Linked DNA regions of Anser cygnoides: region 1 is linked to region 2. A link is a contact called in public Hi-C data. All regions are on one chromosome and are shown on one strand. Each heading gives the region's core, a stretch centred on a gene start, on an enhancer-like site or on the middle of the called end of the contact. The rest is flanking DNA. Distances are from core to core; before and after follow the strand shown.

Region 1 (5,376 bases), core at 590-3,089, 52 kb before region 2:
TCATTAACTCCAGCGTGGCAAGGTAGAAAAACACAGGCATTAATAGTAGTGCCAAGAGCAACAGACCAGTCAGAGAGGTTGAGGATGGTGATCAGGCTTGAACCTCAGTTTAGAAGAAGACTTTGAGTGGTATGACTAGGACAAAATCTGTGGAGGAGCGCTGACAGAAGGGGATTGAAACTGGTCTGAGATTAGATCCCAACCATCTTCTGTGTTCCCTTATTGCTACCACAGTCAGTTCATTAATCCAGTTCTTTTTCATAATGGTCTCAGACAGCGAGAGCTTGAGGACATGGCATCTCCATTTTATTCACTTCGACAGCACCAGAGGCCAGAGATGTGAAGGGGTGCGTAGTGGGAGAGGAAGGTGTTTTTTGTAGGGAAAAAATAAATCAACATATTAACTGAAGAAATGCAGTGAGCAAAGAGTGGGGATTAGGGAAGAAATGACACAGTCAGAGGCACAGGAAGGGAAAAAACAAAAGATGTTGATCATCCTATTAAACTGAGATTAGCAGGCCCAATTAACATTTGGTACCTTTGCCAGGATGTTTACGAAACCTGTAACATTACTACAGAAAGTTACGTGTTAATTTAAAAGAAATCAAGAGGCACAGATAACATCTTCTATTGGTAAAATCAAAGCAGTTGCTTGCCGGCTGATCTTGATAAGGCTTCGCGGAAGCAGGATGGCGTTATCCCCAACAGCAAGGTGAAAAAAACCTCTCCAGAACCACTCCCTTAAGCATGCCTTCCTGGGCCTTATTTAGTTTGCATCTCGTTTTCTGCACACTTCTTCATTGATTAACATCTTCATTAATACATTAGGATTTAACTAATACTGGCTATGCAAATTCATTTAATCAAGGTACGAGCTGCAGCTCACGTGCAACACATTGAACTTGTGTCGGGCTTTAGGCCTGCCTTTTCCCTGTCTGCACTCCTGCAGAGCTAAATTCAGCAGTAGGGAAGGACGGGGGGGGGGTTAAAGGGCTTCCTCGTTTATTTTCTAATGGGATGCAGCACATCTCATCTCTCAGCTTCTCCTTCATTGGGGCCAGGGTCTCAAGAAACACGGGCAAGTAGCAAGAACTGCCAGAGATGCCCCTGTGGGGAAGGAAGGAGGAAGGAAGGAGGAAGGAAGCCCTCCCGAGCCTGGAGGGAGCCAGCAGGTGGCTGCAGGTGCCCACTGCTGTGGGGCTGGCTCCTGGAGGAGGTCTGAAGCCCGACGCCAGATGCCTTCGCAAACAGCTTTATGGCGGAGTCCATCCGTAGTTATCCATGCCCCACATAGGCTCAGCCTGCGTAAAAGGATCGTGAGTAAATGGTTGCGTTGCACCACGCGCTGACAAGTCGTACCTCGTATGTTTATAAAGGCCTTTCCTAACCCAGCGAGCTAGGGTACCTCAGTACGTAACTCACCAGAACTCGTTGACTTACACCACCCTTTAACACTGCTGTTGGACGCTTGTCTTGAAGGAGAAAATTGGGCCCTGCAAGCTGCCAACCCTGTGAGTGCCTTGCTTGATATGGCGAGGGGGATTTCAGGCAGAGAAGCAGCTCAGAGCATTCTCTCCCATCTCACCAGGTGGGTATCAGACAGCAGGAGTCAGACAAATTTTCCTCAGAAAGTGATTGGGAAAGATTTTTTTTTATTATTTATTTTCTGTCTTCCCCAGCACTGGCCTGCACGTTGGACTCTCATGCCCCGGGATTTCACAAGAAGGTAGTGCTTTTGGGGATTGTGTGTCAAGGGATGAGGAAATCACCGGGACCGGTGGAGGCATTAGAAAAGGGAGCAGACTGAAGCTTTCTGTAGCTGCACAAGCCAGCAATAAACCGAGAGAATTACACAAGCATTGCACAAGGGAGGCCTGACTGGAAGTGTTGCCTCTGGCTCGCATTCCTTTTAAGCTGTTATAAAACTTTAAATATAATTAATAAATAACCAGGCCTCTCAAGCAGAGATGAGTCCAAAGCTCTGCCCCCTGCATGAACCGAGTTTGTTATTTCAGCTCTTGATATAAAAGTACAGCATATCACCGTGTGCTGTAATGAGCCTCTCAGCTGTAGACTTGCTGCTGGAGGTCAGCCAGGCGGGACGGGCTGCATTGCTGCTGCAAAGGAAACACAAACCCCGGCAGCTTAAATAGGTGGGGTAGGCTAAAGCCTAATTCCCAGGTAGGGTAATGTACCTCCTGCAAGCTGGTGTTTGGATTGAGGGTGAAGAAGGCAGCCTCTTCCCTTTGCTGCTGCCCCACCCGACCGCAGGAGCTTCCCTCCTCCTCCCTTCCCTTCCCCTTGCAGCACCAGCAGGGCTGGGAGATCAGAGCCGTGCTTGTAGCCTTCATCTCCGTGTCCTGCAGTGTCAGGCAGGAGGGGCAGGGTGGCAGGAAAGGCCAAGGAGCCACTGCAGGAAAGGAATAGCCATCCACCTCTTGGCTGTGGGACGGAGGGAGTCTCCAGCTCTCCCACCGCGTCCTTCAGGCGGTTCTGTAAGGGAAAGCTGACAGTTTGCTTCCCCCTCTTCCTTTAGAACATGTTTGTCATCCTTTACAAAGCTGTGGGTTGGCTCTAAAGCTAAAATATTCTCAAATTCTTCAAGTATGTAGGCAATTTTGTAGAGCCATGCTACCGTCTGGCATTTTTATCCACTCGCATTCATGTCTGAACTAATTGATGTGTTCTTGTACCTTTACTGGTAGGACCTGGATTGTGGTGTCCCATTGGCCACTGCTGTGAAATATTAATCCCAAGCTTAAAAACTGTTTTTCTAACGTAACAGGTTGTGTCTGGGCCAAAATGGCCCTGGTCAAGGAGGTATGACCAGACACAAACACAGGAGGGTGAATATAGACTATTATTTCTATTTGCTAATTAGGAATGCTAGTAATTGCATGTTTTTGATTTCCGTTCGGATTTTTTTTTTTAACGTTTCTAAAAATCAGCTCACTTTTATCAAACGGTATAAATAATGGATTTAAGAGTGCAGCTTCTGCCAGCTTTGAAAACATTAGTTATAGTTGCTGGTCTTTAACTGAGACAACATTGACTTAACAATTCCCAGGGCTGGGAAAATCTCAGTGGGTGACAAATACCACACAGAAGGTTACAGAATGACTGTCGTAATTGCCTGCTTCATATTGTAGTATTTTTCAGAATAAGTACAGACTAACAGATTCAAAGGATGAGAAGAAATAAGCACTGACTACCAAAAAATCAGCAGCCAGATGCTCACAGGTAGAGATGAAGAACAGGAATATCACTATAGCTTTATAAAATGTTTGGCAGCTGTGAAGTAATAATTAATATCAGGACTTGTTTAGACTTGTAAATTAATGATGCATGACAAATTGCAGCTCGAAATTGACCTAGGGAGTGCATTAAAATTAAATGTAAAACATTTTGCAGGATTAACACAGAAGATAAAGCCCAGAGAGTACATTAGATGGCTAATTTGTGACCTCTGTTCGATGATCCATGATTTCAACACTAACTCTTATAGTAATATATTCTTATAATAAATTAATTTAGTGTCTTACAGTATTTAAAATTGTGAAAGGCACCTCACCTCATAGTCTACAAAGAACCTTCATACTTCCCAGCGTTGGCTTTGAATTTGGAAACCATTGTACATGTGAGAATACTAAAATAATACATTAAATTGCAGATTTTAACCTAAGAATAAGATACAGTAAAAGTTAGGAAGAATAGGGGAAAAGTCAGAAACAGTAAGTAATCGTTATACCAAGGATCATGGTGGAGTTACTCAGCTAGAGCAGATGCATATCACAAGACAATAGATTTGTTGGTTGTCACCATTTTTCCCTGTCTTCAATGTAGATATGATTTAAACACCAGTGTTAACTGGGGCATCTCGGGAAAACTGAAGCTGGAATAAGAACAGAGAGGACACTGACTTAGGAGCTTCTTGTACTTCTTAAAACAATACTCCTTTAAATCTGTCTAAGGCTGTAGCATCCAACATAAAGCACTTTTCAAAAAAAAAAAATCACCTTCTCTACTATTCTCTCTGTTTAATAAGAAGTTCTGTGAAGCTTGGATGATCACAAAGAACATTTCAGAAACATTTTTTACAAGTTTTTGTAACGCCACTGACATTCCCTATTGTGTTAGGGAAATATGAAAAAAAAAAAAAACTATTGCTTTGCTTTTTCTAAAAAGAAACAAAAATGACTAATTATACAGCCAAGCTATAAAAAAATAGAGACCCTTAAGGCCCATATACAGTAATTCTTTACCAACAATAGACTTTGTGGGAATACCCTTGCTGTACTTGAGGAGACAGAAAAAGGCTTCCCCCTTCTTCACGTCTGCCAGACACCCCTTGTTGCCCTTCCCCGAGAGCATTTGAACTACGCAGCAAGTTGTATGGGCTCTGCAAGGTTTCTGCTAGCCATGCTCCCAAATGAAAGTGGCATTTGCCATAGGAGGAAACGGAAGTTATCATTAAGTGAGCACAGCAACAGGATCAGGGCCTTCAGGAGACGTAGGCAGGGGGATGACCTGACTGTAGAGTAGAGCTTGGCTGGTGTTTCTGCATGGGCCCAGAAGCACAACTTTAAGTCGCTGGGAAATTTTATAAGCGAAAATGTAGATGTTTGCAGATTTCATAGTGCTAAGTGAAATTTTTGGGGTTTCCTTATTTTGTAGTTTGTACCTAAATACCACCTAAATCTGACTTCAGGCATTTATGGCCCATTGCAGATCGAACCCAATGGGCTCAACAAGAGGGATTTATGAGGAGAAGATCATAAACCAAGTAAACATCAACATCTTCATTTTTCATTTGATTTTTCACATCAACATTTTTCTCTTGGTCTTTTTGCACCTGTCTACAGCTTCCTTGTGAGAGGCAGGCGCTGAGCTCTGCTCTCTGGGGACAGCAACAGGACCCGAGGGAACGGCATGGAGCTGGGACAGGGGAGGGTCAGGCTGGGGGTTAGGGAAAGGTTCTGCACCCAGAGGTGGTCGGGCACTGGGACAGGCTCCCCAGGGCAGTGGTCACAGCACCGAGCCTGCCGGAGTTCAAGAAGCATTCGGACAATGCTCTCAGACACAGGGTCTGGTTTTGGGGGTGGTCCTGTGTGGAGCCAGGGGTTGGACTCAAAGGTCCTTATGGGTCCCTTCCAACTCCGGATACTCTATGATTCTAGGAGGTGTATCATTAAACAAACAAACAAAACCCCAAAAATGACAGTAGCCTGCAGCAGGATGATGGACGGAAAATTGATCAGGGAATTGAGAGACACGGATTTTCTTCCCACTGACCCCCTGGCTGGCCCAGTATGTCCCTTCACTTCTCTATCTAGCAGCTTCCCAGTTGTTTTCCTGTAGCATTGATTTCCATTTAGA
Region 2 (4,662 bases), core at 1,498-3,997:
GGTGTTGGTTTTTGCCCATGCAACTGGAAACTGAATATTGTACAGTGTCATTACTTCAAAATAAAATGTTTCCCTGTAACAATGGCTCCCGAACACAGAAACAGCCTTTGACCATAATGAAGTTTTGCAAATAATGCTTGCAGGAAGTGATTTGCTATAAATCAATCAAGCAGATCCCAGAAATAACATGACAGATGGTAACCCGACAGTACTGCAACATCACTGCACTACTTACTTGCACTCTAAACAACCATTTGGGCTCAGGTCTCTCAAGAAAACTGCTGCCTCTCACTCTACAGCTGGCTGAAGCCGAATCGCCATCCCGTAGAAAATTCTATCATCAAAAGTCACTTAAAGGAAGAATAAAATCAAGAGTCTGAAATTTCCTTCAGTGCAAAAGGAAAAAAGAAGTTTCAGTCATCAAGAGCTTATTTTTTTTAATTTTAAATTGTGTGCTTTTGCTTTATTTTTCAGCTGTTATGCTACAAACAATGTAAAATATGAAATTAACACAATTGTTAAGTGATATGAACTGTGAAAAAATAAGAGAATAATAACCTTTGAAATAAAAAATGCTCAAATGGAGAAGTATAATTTTTCTATTTCTGATGCTCCAGTTTGATTTTTTTTGTCCTACAAATGTACAGTTTGTCAAAACCCCGATGTTTCCATTTTTCATGATCTAGTGCTTTCTGACAGACCACTCCACCTGCACACCAGGCAAGGTATCTCCAGGCTATGGGTATGTGACGGGGCACGTGTGAGTTGTAGCAGTTCAGCAAGGTGCTCATCATACCCAGTGCTTTCAAACTTGCAAGGTAAAAACCATTCTCTTATTTTGCGTGCCCAATGCTCTTGTTACAATTTATTGAGGTTTGAAATGCTTGCTTCATTTGTCTATTGCATACCTGCTTGCTGCTTCATCACTGAATGAAGATTTGTTGCCTAGTATGGAGCAGACAGCACTGATTTATTAACTAAAGCACAAATGCACTCCTTGAAAAACAACCTCTTCTTTGCAGAAGGTTTTTTTCCTCCATCCCGTCCCACACGCACCTTGCATTCTGCAACCTGCCAGCCTTTTACCCTGGAAATCCTTGCTCCCATGAAGGTTAGATGAGGTACTATTTGTGTTTCCTTGTCTGAACAAAGGAAAGCGGTTTGAAGTTCGCCTGCTGCCTTCTGTGTGTCCCTCTGTCCCAGGGCCCTGGGCAGCCATCCGTTGCTCTGTGTGAGACGAGCGGCAGCATTGCTACCACCGCTGCGGCCATTTCGTGTGGCCAGCTTCTAGAGAGGGCCTGGTACAGAGCCAGGGCATGAACAGCCCCGTCGGAGCTGCAGGGGTGCCTCCCACCCGTGTGAAGTGGAAAGAGAAGAGGGAAAATGGCTCTGCAGGCATGGCACCTGTCCGGCGTTTTTCATCGCTGCTAAATTAACACAGGGACTGTAATCCATCCTGTGCTTGTGCCTAAGCCCTGTCTGAAATGTGAAGCAAAACGTGATGGTGCGCAGCTCTAACTCTTCTCAGGCTGGAATTAAATAGATGATAAATAATAATAACAGAGAACAAGAGATAAATAACCTTAATATCATTTTAATTGTAATACTCAGATTTCAAAATTTCCACCTCAGTTACTGGCTGCACATGTACCTGCATGTGCCTGTATAGATGGAGACAGAAAAAAAAAAAAAAAACACCTCACTTTACGATATATTTTATATTTTCCTGCCTCTCCACCTGGCTCTCATTAAACGCTGTGGTAACACAGCCTGCCCTTCCGCTGGGGTCAGCAGCAAGGGGGGCCGTAGGCCTCAGCTCCCTGAAACCGGTGGGCACGCACTTAATTTTGGTGCCATGAAGAGTCTCACAGCCCTCGGTGTGTTTGTGGTACACCTCTGATGTTATCAGATTTAGCACACACATTTTATTTATTTTTTTCACGAGGTTTGCGTGACCTCAACTTCTCAACAAGGGGCAACGGCCACAAAATGGAGCACAGGAAGCTCCGCACCAACATGCGAAAGAACTTCTTCACGGTGAGGGTGACGGAGCACTGGGACAGGCTGCCCAGGGAGGTTGTGGGGTCTCCTTCTCTGGAGATATTCAAGGCCCGTCTGGACGCCTACCTGGGCAGCCTGCTCTAGGGAACCTGCTCTGGCAGGGGGGTTGGACCCGATGATCTCTCGAGGTCCCTTCCAGCCCCCTCGATTCTGTGATTCTGCGATTCTGTGATTCCATATGTGTGTGTGTATGAATGGAGAATTTTAACCTCCATGTTTTGCAAAGTTGAGGATTCGACACAGAGAATTTGAAAAGTAAAATTATTTTTAAAAGGCTATGTTTCATGCAGTCTGCACTAACACTCCTAAACAGCGTTGTGTTTGTGGGGCAGGATGAGCAAACAACAGGCCTGTGCTCAAAGCTGCTGGTGCTTGCACTAGGCCAGGGCTGTATTTCCAGCTGCTTGTATTTCTGCTGACCCATTCCACCTGCCATTTTCTAAACAGGTGGGCAGCGCTTTCAACATTTTTTCCCCCCAAACACCCCAAGTTTGGAAAAACTACAACAGATAGCAGAGGGAAAACCCTTCCCTCCTCTGAGCCAGAGCTTGGCGGCGGCGGGACGCGAACCCGCGACCTTCCGAGCCCGGGGGAGGCGCGGGGCCGAGCGGGCGGGGCGGGGACGGGCTGGGAGAGGACGAGGAGGAGGAGAAAGAAAAAAAAAAAAAAAAAAGGAGGAGGAGAAAAAAAAGGAGGAGGAGGAGGGAGCGGTGGGCTTGCTCCCGTAGCAGCCAGGCAGCGGCTCTGCTGCAGCCTGCTCCCTTCGTGCTGCCAGATCCCTCGCCCCGCGCCGTCTCCTCTCCCATTTTTTTCCCCCTCTCTCTCCAAATCTAATTTTTTTTTTCTCTCCCCCCTTTTTTTTTTTCTCTGCGTTTTTTCCTCCGGCCGGCGATGGATGGCGGCGCTGCCCGGCTGCGGGAGCTCGGCGCCGCCTGGGCTGGCGGCCCCCGGGTGCTGCTCGGCGGGGCTGGGAGCTGCGCTTAGGAGAGGGGCACCGCCGCTTCGGGGGGGTTTCGCCCTTTTTCCCCCTGTTTTAAATGCTTAGAGGCGTGGGCATTTAGCGCTTGAGTTTTTTTTTTTAATTTATTTCCCCCCTCTCGCCGCCCGCAGCTGCCCCCTGTATCTAGTGGGTGAGGTGGGAGAAGGGGGAGGCTCGCTGCTTTCCGCAGCCTGCTGGGGGGGGTCGCAGCGCTTCGTGCCTCCTCCCGTGTGCGCTCGGGCGAGGAAAATGGAGGCTGTGATCGAGAAGGAATGTAGCGCGCTCGGAGGGCTCTTCCAGACCATCATCAGCGACATGAAGGTGAGCGGCGGCGGGGAGGGCCGGGGGGCAGGTGCTGGGGACCCCCCCCACAGCCCGGGCACGGCGCCCAGGGAAGCTCACGGCAGCGGGGGGGGGGGGACCTGCATCGCACCCCCTGCTCTGGGGGCTTGGGGGGGGCTTTCGCAGGCCCCCCCCCCCCTCCTTGCTGGGGCGTGCAAGCTGTTAGCTTGCACCTTGGGCAGGTTTTTTCCAAGCCCATGAGATCGAAAAAACGACAATATGTATATTTTTCCCCCCATTTTTTCCTCCTCCGCCTTTTATTTTTCATTATCTTTGGGGGTGGCGGGCAGCGATGCGGAGGAGCCGCGCGGTGCCGTGGGGTGGGGTCGGGTCGGGTTTGGGGGACGCGAGGTAAAAACATCCCCGGCCCTGGGGGAGATGCTCAGAAGTTGACGTGCTCCCGGGTTAAAAATCAGCGACGGGGCGTTATTTTGGCACGGCGTGTGCTCACCGAGGGGGTACTTGGCGCTTCGTGTGCGTGCACGCCAAGGTCTCGAGTTCCCAGGTGCCTCCTCACCGCCGCCAGCCACCAGAAAGCTCTGCGCAGACCCACGCGAGCGGCTCCGAAAACACCCTTGGCATCTCCGCAGGGTTCGCTTCGGCCGAGCGGACGCCTCCCGCCCTTGGCTCGTGGGGACAAATAGCCCAAAAGCTCTCCTGCGTCGTGCCGCCCGTGCCCTCCCCGGAGCCCCGCGGCTCGCAGCGCCGGAGTACTGCAGAATACTGCAGTGTTCCCCCGGACAAGGGCAGCTTGTCTTCCTCCGGGCCCGCCCGCGAAGGACGCGGTGGCCTGGAGATGTGGAGGGCGATGGGGCGAGCGTGGCGGTTTGGGGGCAGCGGGGACCGCGTGCCTCCAACCCGGGTATTGGGGTGGGAGCAAGGGATCTGCCGCCAAGGAGCCGGGAGGGCTGCGGGAGAAGCGATGCTGGAAGGAGGACGGGAGCTGCTCCCACAGGGAGCCTGGGCGCAGGTGGACGGCTCCTGGCGTGGTTTCGGGGAGGAGATGCCGTTTGCCCGAGAAGTTATTTTTTTTGGCGGGGGGTTTCGCGCACGATTCCCTCCGAGCAGATCGTGGGAGGTGCTCGATGAGAAGCGTGGCTCGCCGAGAGCAGGCGGGTTGCGGGGAGGAGGGGGCGTGCGTGCGGGGATCTGTCAAGACAATGCTGCAGTCCTCGCGGCCGCGCTCCTCATGCTGTCAGCCCCCTTCTATTTTGAAGAACAATTCCACCTTAAAATAAACCAACAGCACCCGCCCAGGACAGGATACGATCCTAAACCCC

What was found. A called contact is a pair of places that touch in the nucleus more often than the background predicts.
Region 1: a contact with region 2 is called in a Hi-C map of liver, with 2.2 times the contacts expected there. The contact joins the enhancer-like site here to the promoter of MTSS1 in region 2. A contact is called at or near these places in 2 of 7 Hi-C or Micro-C datasets (both in liver).

The regions. Positions count from the first base shown.
Region 1 is chr2:152,081,509-152,086,884 of Taihu_goose_T2T_genome, reverse strand. No RefSeq gene overlaps it. Among named protein-coding and RNA genes, the nearest start is that of SQLE, 24 kb to the left of the region's middle. Within about 2 kb of position 1,839, at least 3 of the 3 cell types and tissues checked have open chromatin away from gene starts, as enhancers often do. A contact at or near this core is called in liver, where this site is marked.
Region 2 is chr2:152,030,688-152,035,349 of Taihu_goose_T2T_genome, reverse strand. It overlaps MTSS1 (MTSS I-BAR domain containing 1), which reads left to right and starts at 2,747. Exons shown (of 16, transcript XM_066990728.1): 1 at 2,747-3,361. The coding sequence starts at 3,290.